2 separate regions of the Mus musculus genome follow, and region 2 is linked to region 1. A link is a contact called in public promoter capture Hi-C data. All regions are on one chromosome and are shown on one strand. Each heading gives the region's core, a stretch centred on a gene start, on an enhancer-like site or on the middle of the called end of the contact. The rest is flanking DNA. Distances are from core to core; before and after follow the strand shown. Region 1 holds the start of Nmt2 (N-myristoyltransferase 2). Region 2 holds the start of Atp5c1 (ATP synthase, H+ transporting, mitochondrial F1 complex, gamma polypeptide 1).

Region 1 (5,993 bases), core at 1,103-3,602:
TCCAGAGGCTCTTTATTTGTTGTTTATTTAAACTAGTGGAGAATGAAGAGGCCAAGTAAGGAAGGAAAAGTTTTCTATATTTTAACACTGATAAACTTTAGCTACTTAAAGAAAACTTGGGTTTCTATGGAGCACTATCAATTCATGAGCCAAATAAAACAGAACGACTTCCTTAAATTGTACTGTCTAAATTGAAATCAAAAGAGGAAAGCAGTTCAACAGAGCAGAACAGTTACTTCGGTTTTGCTAATCTCTCTATACTTTAATATATAACAATTACTCCATTATATTAATTTTTTAAACTATAAGTTATCATGTTGCCTACTCTTGGTTAAAACAGCCCAATCTACTGGGCAGCTCTAAATTTTGATTAAGCATCCTAATATATAATTAATGTGCTGATGTGTAATAAATCTGGAAACCTCTTAACTGGGCCCAAAATGCCTGTGGATGCTCTTATGGGAACTTCAAACAGCCTACCTATAGCAAGGCATCAAACAATTCCAGATCAGTGGTTGCAGAGAAGAGTATGTCTTTGTACCAAGGGTATCCTGGACTTTGTAAGGAAGGAAGCTTGATTTAAACCCCCACCCTAGCATACCAATCACACAGAACAATATAACTTGAAGAGAGATAAGTCCAGGGTCTCCCCAGAAAGATAACCTACGGGTGCTGAAGTTCCTTGAGTTATCTATCCACTGGCGTGCATATGGACCCACTTCTGGCAAGACGGCTAGTGTTTCAAAAATACACTCATATTTAGCTATCACAGGCAAATTTCTATTACTCATAAACAGAACTCAGGCTAAGATTTCTGAAGAATTGCCTCTCTGGGCTTAAAAAAAATCTAGACTTGAATGATAACATTCAGTACTTGCAGCTGCCACTGAACTGTTCGCTGAAAACCTTAAAAAGCAACATGCCAAAGGGAGATATATGTAGTCAGCTTTTCTTTTTTGACATTTGTCATTTAATATCTGATAACGTATTCAAGATCAATACAGCCTCCTTTCTTAAAGCTTAAAGTAAACGTTGAAATAAAATACAAATACTTTAAAGACTCTCCATGAACTGAATAAATAAGCCATCTGTGACTCAGGCTTCCCTATCGTGTTTTTAGGCTGACCCACTTCTCCAGTCACCATGGTTCGCAGAATCTCACTTCTAAGGGGCAGCAGTAACAGTCTGTGCCAGCGCATAGTTTGAATCCAACAGGGTAAAAGGCTGAGGCAAACAGCACCTACAAAGGGACACCGGTCTTTATTTAAAATGATCCTCCAAACCCCGCCTCTAAAACAGAACTTCAATACCAGCCTTAACCAGAAGCAGTCTTTTCTCGAAGAAAAAAAAATCAAGTCTGTAGGGGAGAAAAGAGGGCAGCATAGATTGAGAAACCGATCAAATGTTAAAGTACTTGGTGCATTTGGCTTTGGAGATCAGACACCAGTTTTGCAGGAGGGGCAAGGTCGGGGCCGCGGGAACTCCGTTCACCCGTCAGCTCTGCTCTAGAAAGCTCTGAGGGCACGCTCAGAGGCCGCAAAGCTGAACGCCCTCAGGCGTCGGCTGAGACCTGTCTCCCTCCCCCTCTCCCGGTCTCGGCGCCCCTTTCCCGGCCTGGGAGGCAGAACTTTGCGCAGTTCGTCGCCAGCAGCCGAGACCGCCAGAGGCGCATCCCTATCCCACCCCCACCGCCGGCTCTGCGGGTTTCCTCTCTACAGGGGGTTAGTGGCGGCTGGGGGGGGGGGGCGCGAAAGAACTAGAAGGATGCCAAGGCACAAGTGGAACGACTTGCATCTCCCTCGCCTCGCCGGTCCAAGACGCCGCCACCGCAAAGGGAAGGGCCTTGCGTCCTTGCTAAGTTCCCACCCGAACCACTCGCCGTGGTAGGGTGAGGCCAAGCCAGCGGGGGCGCGCGGCAGGTGACTGTCGCGTCGCGGGTTCCCGGGCCCGAGTCGCAGTCTCCCCGCCCACCTCAGCCCTCGCCCACCACTGCGTGCTCCCCGAGAGCTGGGAGACCTGCACCTCACAATGGTCTCGGGATGAGGACACCGCCAAACGGAGCCTCCGGTCTAGGGGCTCCCGCACGCCACGAGCGGGCGCGGGAGCCCTGAGGTGCGCGCGGTCCCCGCCCTGTCGCGCCCGCGCGCCACCTCCTACCCTTTGGCGTGTTCGGTCTCCTCCTCATTGTCTCCGTCTATTCCGCACGTGTCCTGGTCGTCCAGCTCTAGGCTCTGCTGGCTGGCCGCAGACTCGCTGTCCTCCGCCATCGCGGCGGCTCCGAACGGCTGGGGAGGCGGCGCTCCGAGCAGCAAGCAAGGCGCGACAGGGCGGGCGCGGCCGCAGCTCCCTCTAGTGCCGCCCACCCTCGGGCACCGAGTCTCGAGTCTGCGGCCCCGCCCACCCCCCGGTCACGCCCATCACAGCCGGCCCGGCCCCGCCCACTCCCTTGAGGCTCCCGCCTGTCTATGCAGTCCCGCCCGCCTCAGTCAGGGCGGGCCCCGCCCACATTGCGTGCCTACACCCGCCCACTTCATCAGTTCTCCCACTTAGGCAGTCGAGGCCCCGCCTACCTCGCCTTCCCACTTCCGCCTATTTTAGCGGGTGAAGACCGGCTCCTCTCGTGGTCCCGTTTCCGCCTGGGCTAGCGAGGCTCCGCCCACCTCGCCTTCCGCTTCGGCTCCACTCCGCCAGCACTGCCCCGCCCACCTCGCTCGCCCGCTCGGGCCTCCTCAGCGGGCACGGCCCCGCCCACCTCAGCCAGCAGAAGGGCGAAAGCACGAGGCCGGCCCTTCCTCAGTCTAAAGCTGTGAGGTGGGGCGGTGGGGGAATGGTGGAGCCGGAGCGGGAGCCGGAGGCCGAGGCTTTTGGGCTTGGGGCGTGGCCTGAATGAGGATGCGTTTGTGGCTCCAAGGCTAGACCTGGTCACTGCAGGCTGGATTGCAGGGCTGCGCGGCAGCCTTTGCGACCACTGCCTACAGATTCTATATGTCTGTGTGCCTCAGCGCTCTCGACTTCTGCAGGGATTTTTTTTTTCACTCAGGCCTGCGATTCCCTAAAGCTCTCCCTGCCTCCTCTTCCACATGTTCTTCAAAATTTTCCATTTCACATTTTAGTATCTAATGCTTATCGAGCCAAAGCTCCGCCCTCCCCACCTCCCCGCTGCAAGCAGCCTCAGAGTCCTCAACAGAAAATGACTGGAGTTGGTTTTTGTTTGGTTGACTGGGGTTTTTGTTTGTTTGGTTGGTTTTTTTCTTTTGCTTGCATGTTTTTGTCTAGATGGGTTCGGCTGAGAACAGAATGAACATTTTGTGAAACATGAAGACACCCAGATTAGGGGGATTGGGTCGTTTTAGGCAAGTCTGTCGGCTCTCTCCTAAGTGAAGGTCATGACCTAGACCACCAAGGAAACCTGTATGGGCAGTGTTGAAATCGTCCTCCATCAGGAAACAGGAGAGGAAGAAAGCCAAGCATGGTGGCCCATGCCTGTTATCCCAGCAGTCCTGGATGTAAAAAGTCCCGGAGGTCAAAATGAGGAGTTCTTTGAGGCCAGCATCCACTGCATACAGAGTTCAAGGACATCTTGAGCAACAACAGACTCCTCTCAGGGAAAATAAAGGACTGGGGGATAGAGGAAAGAGAATCTCCTGGGTGTACCAGATAAGGCAAAGGTGAAATCCATATTGCTGTTAAATACTTCCCACAGCAGGCACTCGGTTGCATTCCAGAGACAGGGATTTTTCAAAGATCCTGCCAGACCACCAGAAGACTGTGAGGCGGTTTTACAAAGGCAGTTGCTGAGAAAGTTACCCAAACTCTGTAACGAGGGGAAAACTCCCTAAAAGCCACCTGAAAATTTTAGTGTAAAGCAAATCTCCCCCCAAACACGCACACAAGTGCACACACACACACACACACATGACTATGTGGTTAACATGCAATGAGCTCGAATGACCTAGAGACAAAACTTGCAGAGCAATTTCAAAGCCCAACATTTGTCTGACCTTCTTGGAGGAAGTGTAAGTGGGACCCAAAGATGGAGAAAATGCACTTCTGTGCTTAACAATTGCAACTATTTCTCAGACAAGGTCAAATGTGGCCTCTAGGTTCAGACTTTAGGATAAAGGCAGGCAGAGATGACTAAGGTTCCTGACCCTCATCTTCATAAACTGAATATAGCTGAATAATTAACCTGTCAACAGAGACCTAACCAGGAGGTATGAAGTCAGTCATTTTAACCTGTCAGAGGGCTTGGTGGCAAGACAATAGAGACTGGGGAAATCAATATCAAGATTAACATATAAAGGAAGCCAATAGGCAAAGAAAACATGGAAGCCTTCCCTCCCACCCCCTACCCTCAGTCCACATAGCACAGAATAGAAAAACACATTATAAGCACATTGTATTCAAATGTGTGAGAGACTGGTGCTTTCTGAATGTCCTGTGAAGGTTCCTGTGTCTTATGGCATAGTCTTTTGAGGCCCTTCCCTCAGCCCACTAACCCACTCTGTTTCTCAGGAGTGCCATTTCTTTCTTAGTAAAGTAACTATTTCTAACCGTGTGTTCCCCAGTGCAGTTTCTTATCCTGAGACACAAGAGTCAGGTGCTCTCTGAGCTCAGAGCAACCCATGTCTATAACATGTTCAAGCATTTTTCAAACTCCCAAGGCAAAGGAAATACAGCACACATTTATTTATTTTAACTTTCAACAAACATTACCTAAGAAACCAAAAAAAAAAAAAAAATCAAGAAAGCAAATAATTCTGGAGAAATTGAAGAGAGGACATTAGAATTCAGTAAACATCAGAAAATAATGACAAGCAGGGAACATTGTTCTGCAGAATGCAAAGGAACAGGGCCAGACATTTGCACAGTGTTAGATTGAAGCCTTATATAATCCAAATGCTTCTCTGCAGAATATTAATCTTTTACAGGAGAGAGAAGTTTGTGGCCAGCCCCGGAGGAGTCCTAAATTCTATCATCATGTGCAGAAACTCACCTCGCCTCCAAAGGGCTTTCTGTCTCTCTCTGGCTTCATCCAGGAGTCAGAGCCAAGTGGCAGTGTCGGGAAGATGAAATCCAAGTTGAGGGGAAAACACTTGTGCAGAGTGTTTGCCAGTGTGTTAAAAGTGTCCCGTGGGACTTTCTCCTTCTGCTTGGCTTATCTTTTTATGGAATACAAGTACAAGATTGTGTTGTTGATCTTGTTCACTTCTTTTTAAAGTATATATATATATATATATATATATATATATTTTTTTTTTTTGGTTTTTCGAGACAGGGTTTCTCTGTATAGCCCTGGCTGTCCTGGAACTCACTCTGTAGACCAGGCTGGCCTCGAACTCAGAAATTCACCTGCCTCTGCCTCCCGAGTGCTGGGATTAAAGGCATGCGCCACCACGCCCGGCTTAAAGTATATTTTTAAGCGTCATAAAATATGCAGTGTAGAACTTACTGTCAAACATTTTGTAAGCATATAGGTTGGTTTCATTTCACACCACCAATACGTAGAACATTTCCCCTTGCTGAACTACACCTCTATACCCATTAAGCAACTCCTTGGTTACATCTTCTGGTCAGACTGTGGGAAATACCGGTCTACTTTTGTGTATGTAAATCTGACTACTGTAGAAAGTCATATAAACTCTTCACCTTTTTTTTTTAAGATTGATTTATTTCACATAATATAATGGTCTCAACATCCTTTATGTTAAAGCATGTGTTGGCGCTTCCTTTCCTTTGAAAGCTAAATACTATTCCATTGCCTGTATGTGTTATGAGTCCATTCATCAGTGGGCATTGAATTTTTTTCCATTCTTTGGGTACTATGAAAGCAAGACCTTGCTTTCAGTTCTGGTGAACAATTCAAACAGAAGTAAAGTGGCTGAATCATATGCTATTTAAGTTTTTGAGAAACAGACAATGGTGTCTATACACGGCTGCTCTGTGTCCATTCCTGTGAATACACAAGGGTTCTTACTTATCTGTAAGACTTG
Region 2 (5,993 bases), core at 1,242-3,741, 6.8 Mb before region 1:
AATGAGGTGGACATGGGGGCATAAGCCTTAAACTGCAGCGTCAGGTCTGAAACTTGAGACTTCCTGTCTCTGTCTGTGAAGTGCAGTGATTTCAGGTGTGTGCCACCACATCTGTCACCCATTCCACCATCCTCAAATGTTCTTCTGAACATAAGTTCTCATGAGAAGAGGACACATGAGCAGGTCTGTTTATTGTGTTTTCTTGGTAGGGATGCTGATTCTGGCTGGCTGGCCTCAGGTACATTCCCTGCCTTCCCTACTCAAGGGAAGGAGGGCGTGGCTCTTACATGTTCCCTTTTCTGTCCCCATCTTGAAATACTGGGAAAACTGACAGGAAGGAAGGCCAGAGCCATGATATCCCCTCCACCCCTTCCAATCCATTAGGTTTCTAGAATTGAATAATATTTTGGTTTCATTTTGATCCATATTTTAATTTATGAAAAGCAATACTGGTCTTTGATACCAAATTTCTTTTAAAGTAAAACTTGATCATTTCTTTCAGGCAGTGCACAAATTAGGCAAAAATTGTAGATGGTCCATGGATAACTAAAAGGTTAAGAACTGAGCTGAGGCTGGTGAGATGGCTCAGCGGTTAAGAGCATCGACTGCTCTTGCTAAGGTCCTGAGTTCAAGTCCCAGCAACCACATGGTGGCTCACAACCATCTGTAATGAGATCTGACGCCCTCTTCTGGAGTGTCTGAAGACAGCTACAGTGTACTTACATATAATAAATAAACAAATATTTAAAAAAAAAAAAAGAACTGAGCTGAGTGGTGATGGAGCACACCATTAATCCCAGCATTTGGAAGGTCGAGGCCAGCCTGGTCTACAGAGAGAGTTCCATGACAGCCAGGGCTACACTGAGAAACCCTATCGCAAAAAACAAAAGAAACAATAAATAAGAAAGAAATGAGTGTAAGTAAGTCAGAGTTTTGAAGCTGGACAATGGCGTTGCACACCTTTAGTCCCAGCACTAAAAAGGCAGAGACAGATATCTATGAGTTCAAAACCAGCCTGGGCCTGGTTCACTGAGCAAGTTCCAGGACAGCCAGGGCCACACAGAGAAACCCTGTCTTAGAAAAACAATAACATGCACAGAGTTTTGCAATCCAGTCAGTGGCAGTGGGACTGGGTTCAGTCTGTGATGACTTACTAAGAAGGTGGCATAAGGTCAGTAAGATGGCTCAGTGGCTAAAGGCGCTTGGTGCCAGATGTGACAACATGACTTCAATCCCAGGACCCTCAAGCTGGAAGGAAATAACCATTTACATGTGGCCCTTTGATCTCCGTATGGATGTATCTGTTTGGTGCAGCATGCACACATGCATAAACACATACACCAAAATAAGATAACAGAAATATGACGCAGTGCATGAGGGCTCAGTGGTAGAGCATTTGCCAGGCATACATAAGACATTAAACAAAACTTGTAGCACTGCTTAATAAACAACCTCTCTGGTCCCCATCGCCACCACAAGACTACCAAGAAAGTATTAATATAAAGTAGGGTGGTGTATATCTCTGATATCAACCAGCACTTGGGAAGCAGAGGCAGGTCTATCTCGTTTTTTGGCCAGCCTGGTGAGGTCCAGACCAGCCAAAGTTACATACTGAGATACTGTCTCTAAAACAAAAATATGTATCAGATAATGTACAAGAATTTTTATTAGTTCTGTTATATTGGTGGCATTTTGGCATTAATTGAAAAGATAATACGATTACTTGTTATGTTGATTACACAATTAAGTCTTCAAGGGTGAAGGTATACTGATATTCATATATTTATATAATTTACTATATGATGTAAGCAAATATGGAAAAACACTTAGCGGTCACTCCTAGGTGCGATGGACTGCACGCCTGTACCTTTGGGAACCCACATACTGAAACTATAGGATAGCAGTAGCAAGTCGGGAATGAAGCATTTATGTCATGGAGAGTTCTTCTCTCCATGAAAAAACTCGGCGACAATCTTGCCGGTGGGTACAACTATTACCTCTACTTTACCAGTAGTGGCCAAGCCCATGTCACTATTAAGCGGAGCAACTTGAGTTCCTCGTCTTGACCGACCGACCCCACCAGGGAAGTCTAAATGTAAAACCTCAGTGCTCAGCCTAGCGATTGTAAGCGATCAGTGAGTGCTTGTCTGCGACCACTTCTCGTGGAGCTGGAGGGCTTCGCGCCGAGCTGGGGAAGACTGCGCCGGAGAGGGCTCCAAGCCGAGGGAGGGGTCGCGGCCAGCCTGAGTCACTTACCTCGTCGCGGCATTGCTTTTGGCACATCTGGCAGTACCAGCGAAGCTTCTGGAGCCCTTTGGACTTAATTCTATTGGCGATGGCCTTGGGGCTCAGAAAATCCGACTTGCCCATGGCGACCCTGAGCGCTACAACTACAAAGCGGTCGGAAGCGGAACTGGCTCAGCGCGGGGACAGGCGGGACCGAAATTGACAGCAGGAAATGGGTGGGGCCAGGGAACTCGCGGCTTCGGCGCTCACGAGATTTAGCGAGACCGAGGACGCAGGCGGAGCGGGCCGGGGCGCCTGAGCTCCCGCGCACGCGCACTGAGTCCCGTCTGCCCGACCTTCAAGGCTCCACCATGTTCTCGCGGGCGAGCGTTGTCGGGCTGTCGGCCTGCGCCGTGCAGCCGCAATGGTAGGACCACATCGGGAGGGATGCGGGGGCTCGGGCTTGCTGCGAGGCAGGAGGGATGGAGCTGCATGCTCACTCCTGGCGGAAGAAGGCCCCAGCTCAGGCCGCGGGGATGTCTGCAGAGCTGGAAGGTTGCGTGCCGGACCCCTGGTAGGGGTCAAAGAGAACAAGGTCACGGTCTGATCCCCTGAGACTGGAACGGCCATCCGGGACCTCGGGACCCGGACGGGATTCGGGTTGAGCTTTGGAGCCATCTGGGTTTCGATCAACTCCGTACTTCCGCTCCGTACCCGGGAGCACAGCTTGCAAAGTCTTTAGAAAGGCCCTGAAGGTGAAGGGGCGACCGGGGAACGTTTGGTTGTAACTTTTGGCTTTGAAGCCCTGTGAAACACTGCACGGGGGAGCAGCGTGACCCTTTAAGGTGTGATGGCTTGCTTGAGCTCTTTGGTAAGGCATTCACTGTGTAGCCATCCGACTCTTTGCTGGGTACTGGAGAAACGAAGGAACTCAAAATCAGCCCCCGCCTGAACCTGCTGGTCGCCTTGGTGCTAAAGGGGTTTAAAAAAATCTGCCGATGAGGAAGAGAAAGACATTGCCATTGTCATCATGCCCTCGTGTTGAAGTACAATCTCTGCAAGGTCATAAAACTGTCCCAAGGTCCCTCGGTAGGAGGAGGAGGCCTTAATACAGTTACATTTGTTAGCCTCCATTTGATAAAGGGATACCATAAGGTTGGGCGACTTTAAATACTAATCCTCTGTGCAAAATAAAATAGTTGTATATTAGAATGCCCAGGGAAGGTCAGGTAAAACGTGACTTATGGGTGACGTTGTATAATAACATGAACTACTTTGAAGCTAGACTGCTAGAAGAACTGGTGCTAAGGAGATTGTTAACTGTGGACAGTGTTTTAGTGGTTCCTTGTTTTTATGGTACAGAGGATTATTAAGGCGCTCCAGCACTGAACTAGGGTTTTGTAACCTAGGTTAGAGAACTGCCAAGAACTAGTTGAAATAGTTCTTTCATTAAGCAAAGAATTTGTAGCAATATGCTAAGACTCCAAAGTAGTGAGGCAATTAAATACGATAGATATGAACTATGTATTGGAAGAATGTTGGTGGTGCACACCTTTGATCTCAGCAACTCAGGATGCAGAGGCAGGTGGGTGTCTGAGTTCTGGGCCAGCCTAGTCTGCAAAAGGAGTTCCAGAGAATGTGTGTGTGTGTGTGTGTGTGTGTGTGTGTGTGTGTTCGTTCAGATGTTGTTAGATTAACCTTGGAAGTCAGCTTGAGTTACTTATATGGAGGTCAATAACAGTTGCATTCTCAGTTGTGTCTCCTTCAGCCAGTAGATATTTGTGGAGTGCCTGCCCTGCACCAGTTGGCACTTCTTAGGTGATAAGATGTGAAGGGTCTTTGTTGGCATCCAGTGGTCCTCAGCAAACATCAGCTGTCTCCCGTGTTTGTGTATACAATGTGTGAAAAGACTATTCTTTTGTCAAGTGTAGTGAGGCCACTGTCAGAATTTGATACGCTTCCAATGTTTTCTTGAGAGTTAGCTAGGTATTAGCTGGTTAGGTGTTCACTAGTTAGCTAGTTGGGTGTTTTCCTTAACTCTACACTATGTAGCATCACACACTCCCAGCATTCCTTCCAGACTGCTGATTCGTTCATAGGCATCAAGTCTAACTCCTTCCTCTACCGACTTGAAGTCTTCAAATAACACTGTATGATCAAAGAAGATGCTGATACTTTCTCACAGTCCACTTGCTTCTCCATCAGCATGGTGGGTAGGGCAGGTTTCTGTACCAGCCTCCAGAGGATGAGTCGGGACATGGTGCAGTAGCTTCTCAGAGTGGAGTTCATTAAAGTAAATTAGCCCTAAAGGCTCGAGAGGTTCACTCTTGCCATCCTGAGTCTGGCTCTAGCTCCCTGGACATGCAATTGAAGGAGAGAGCCAACCTCTAAAAGTTGGCCTTTGACTCAGTACTCCATATTTCTATTTCCCCCATAATATTTTTAACATTTGTGAGCAGTCAGGTACCTCATGGCCATTCAGTGATGGAGCTGTGGTGTAGACAGTTGTCTTGAGCTAGAGGAAGGAGAACCATAACTGCTCTTAAAGTATACACTGCACGGAGAGTTAGAGGGCGGGTGTGCAACTCAGAACCGTCTGCATAACGTTCCATGGGAGCCTGTGTCAGTCCAAGCGAAGCTTGTGCCTAAAACCAGGTTTTCTAGCTACATGTGGAGCATTAAGGAAAGGAAAAAATAGAAAAAGAAACAAAGCTCAAATGGTGTTGCCTTTGTTGTGCCATTTCTAGAAGGGATTAATAGAATGGTCTCTGTGTCCAATAGCTGGTATGCTGAAATAGTTTGTCACATATTCCATCTTTGATCTTTTCTATATTTTTACAACCAAACCTAGTATTTTCTATATACTCTATTTCTTCTTATTTTTCTTTCTCTATGCCTATGCAAATCAAAAGTTTGATTTTGGGTTTTTTTTTTTTGTTTGTTTGGTTAGCTTTTAATTTTTTCTGGTGCTAGAGACTCACCTCAGGGTTTGAACATGACAGGCAAAGGCTGTACCCCAGTGTTGCACACCCCAATTTATAAGCCAAGAGACGGGACTTTTAAAACAACTGTTTTTGGTTTTAAGCTATATTATATTATTCTTAGATTTTTAAATGCCTAACAGCAATACTGAGATACAAAGATCCATCATTCTCTAATCTGCATTTGAAAATTATAATTAAGAGGAAAAACTCATTTCCAGCGTAGTTTTAGAATTGTATGATATTGAACATAAAGTATGGAGAGTTCATATCCGTGCCCACCACTCAGAGCCATTCCCCTGCCCCGCTTGATACCATGTTCTCCTCTTGACATTGACACTGTGCCCTGTCATCTCACATGGCTTGTATACAAGAGTGTTTTTGGTTTTGTTTTGCTTTTAAAGTTTAGAGGCTGGAGAGATGGCTCGGGGCTACGAGCACTGCCTACCTGCTCTTCCCGAGGACTCGGGTTCAATTTCCCAGCAATATGATGGCTCACAGCTGTGTGTAACTGCAGTCCCAGAGGCTCTGATGTCCTCTGTTACCCTCTGCAAGGGCTGCACAGACATGATACACTGACAACTTAAGGCAAAAACTCTCATCCAGCTAAACAAAAATTTTAAAAGAATTTTGACGAGGTTTATATTTTATGTATAAGTATTATCAAGAGAGATGTTTTGCAAAGATTTTAATTTTATAAAATCCATCCTCATTTTTTTTTTTTTTTCTACTGTGGTGTTTGCCTTCCAGAAGCTTTGGTCCGAGCTCATTGTTTAGACAAATGTC

What was found. Promoter capture Hi-C pulls out the DNA fragments that hold promoters and counts their contacts.
Region 2: a contact with region 1 is called in a promoter capture Hi-C map of pre-B cells. The contact joins the promoter of Atp5c1 here to the promoter of Nmt2 in region 1. A contact is called at or near these places in 1 of 39 promoter capture datasets (pre-B cells) and 1 of 484 Hi-C or Micro-C datasets (rod photoreceptor).

What each region holds. Positions count from the first base shown.
Region 1 is chr2:3,280,571-3,286,563 of GRCm38.p6, reverse strand. Nmt2 (N-myristoyltransferase 2) reads right to left here and starts at 2,352. Exons shown (of 14, transcript NM_008708.2): 1 at 2,158-2,352. The coding sequence starts at 2,267.
Region 2 is chr2:10,077,008-10,083,000 of GRCm38.p6, reverse strand. Atp5c1 (ATP synthase, H+ transporting, mitochondrial F1 complex, gamma polypeptide 1) reads left to right here and starts at 2,491. Exons shown (of 10, transcript NM_020615.4): 1 at 2,491-2,653. The coding sequence starts at 2,598. Kin (Kin17 DNA and RNA binding protein) reads right to left here and starts at 2,389. Exons shown (of 5, transcript NM_025280.2): 1 at 2,257-2,389. The coding sequence starts at 2,370.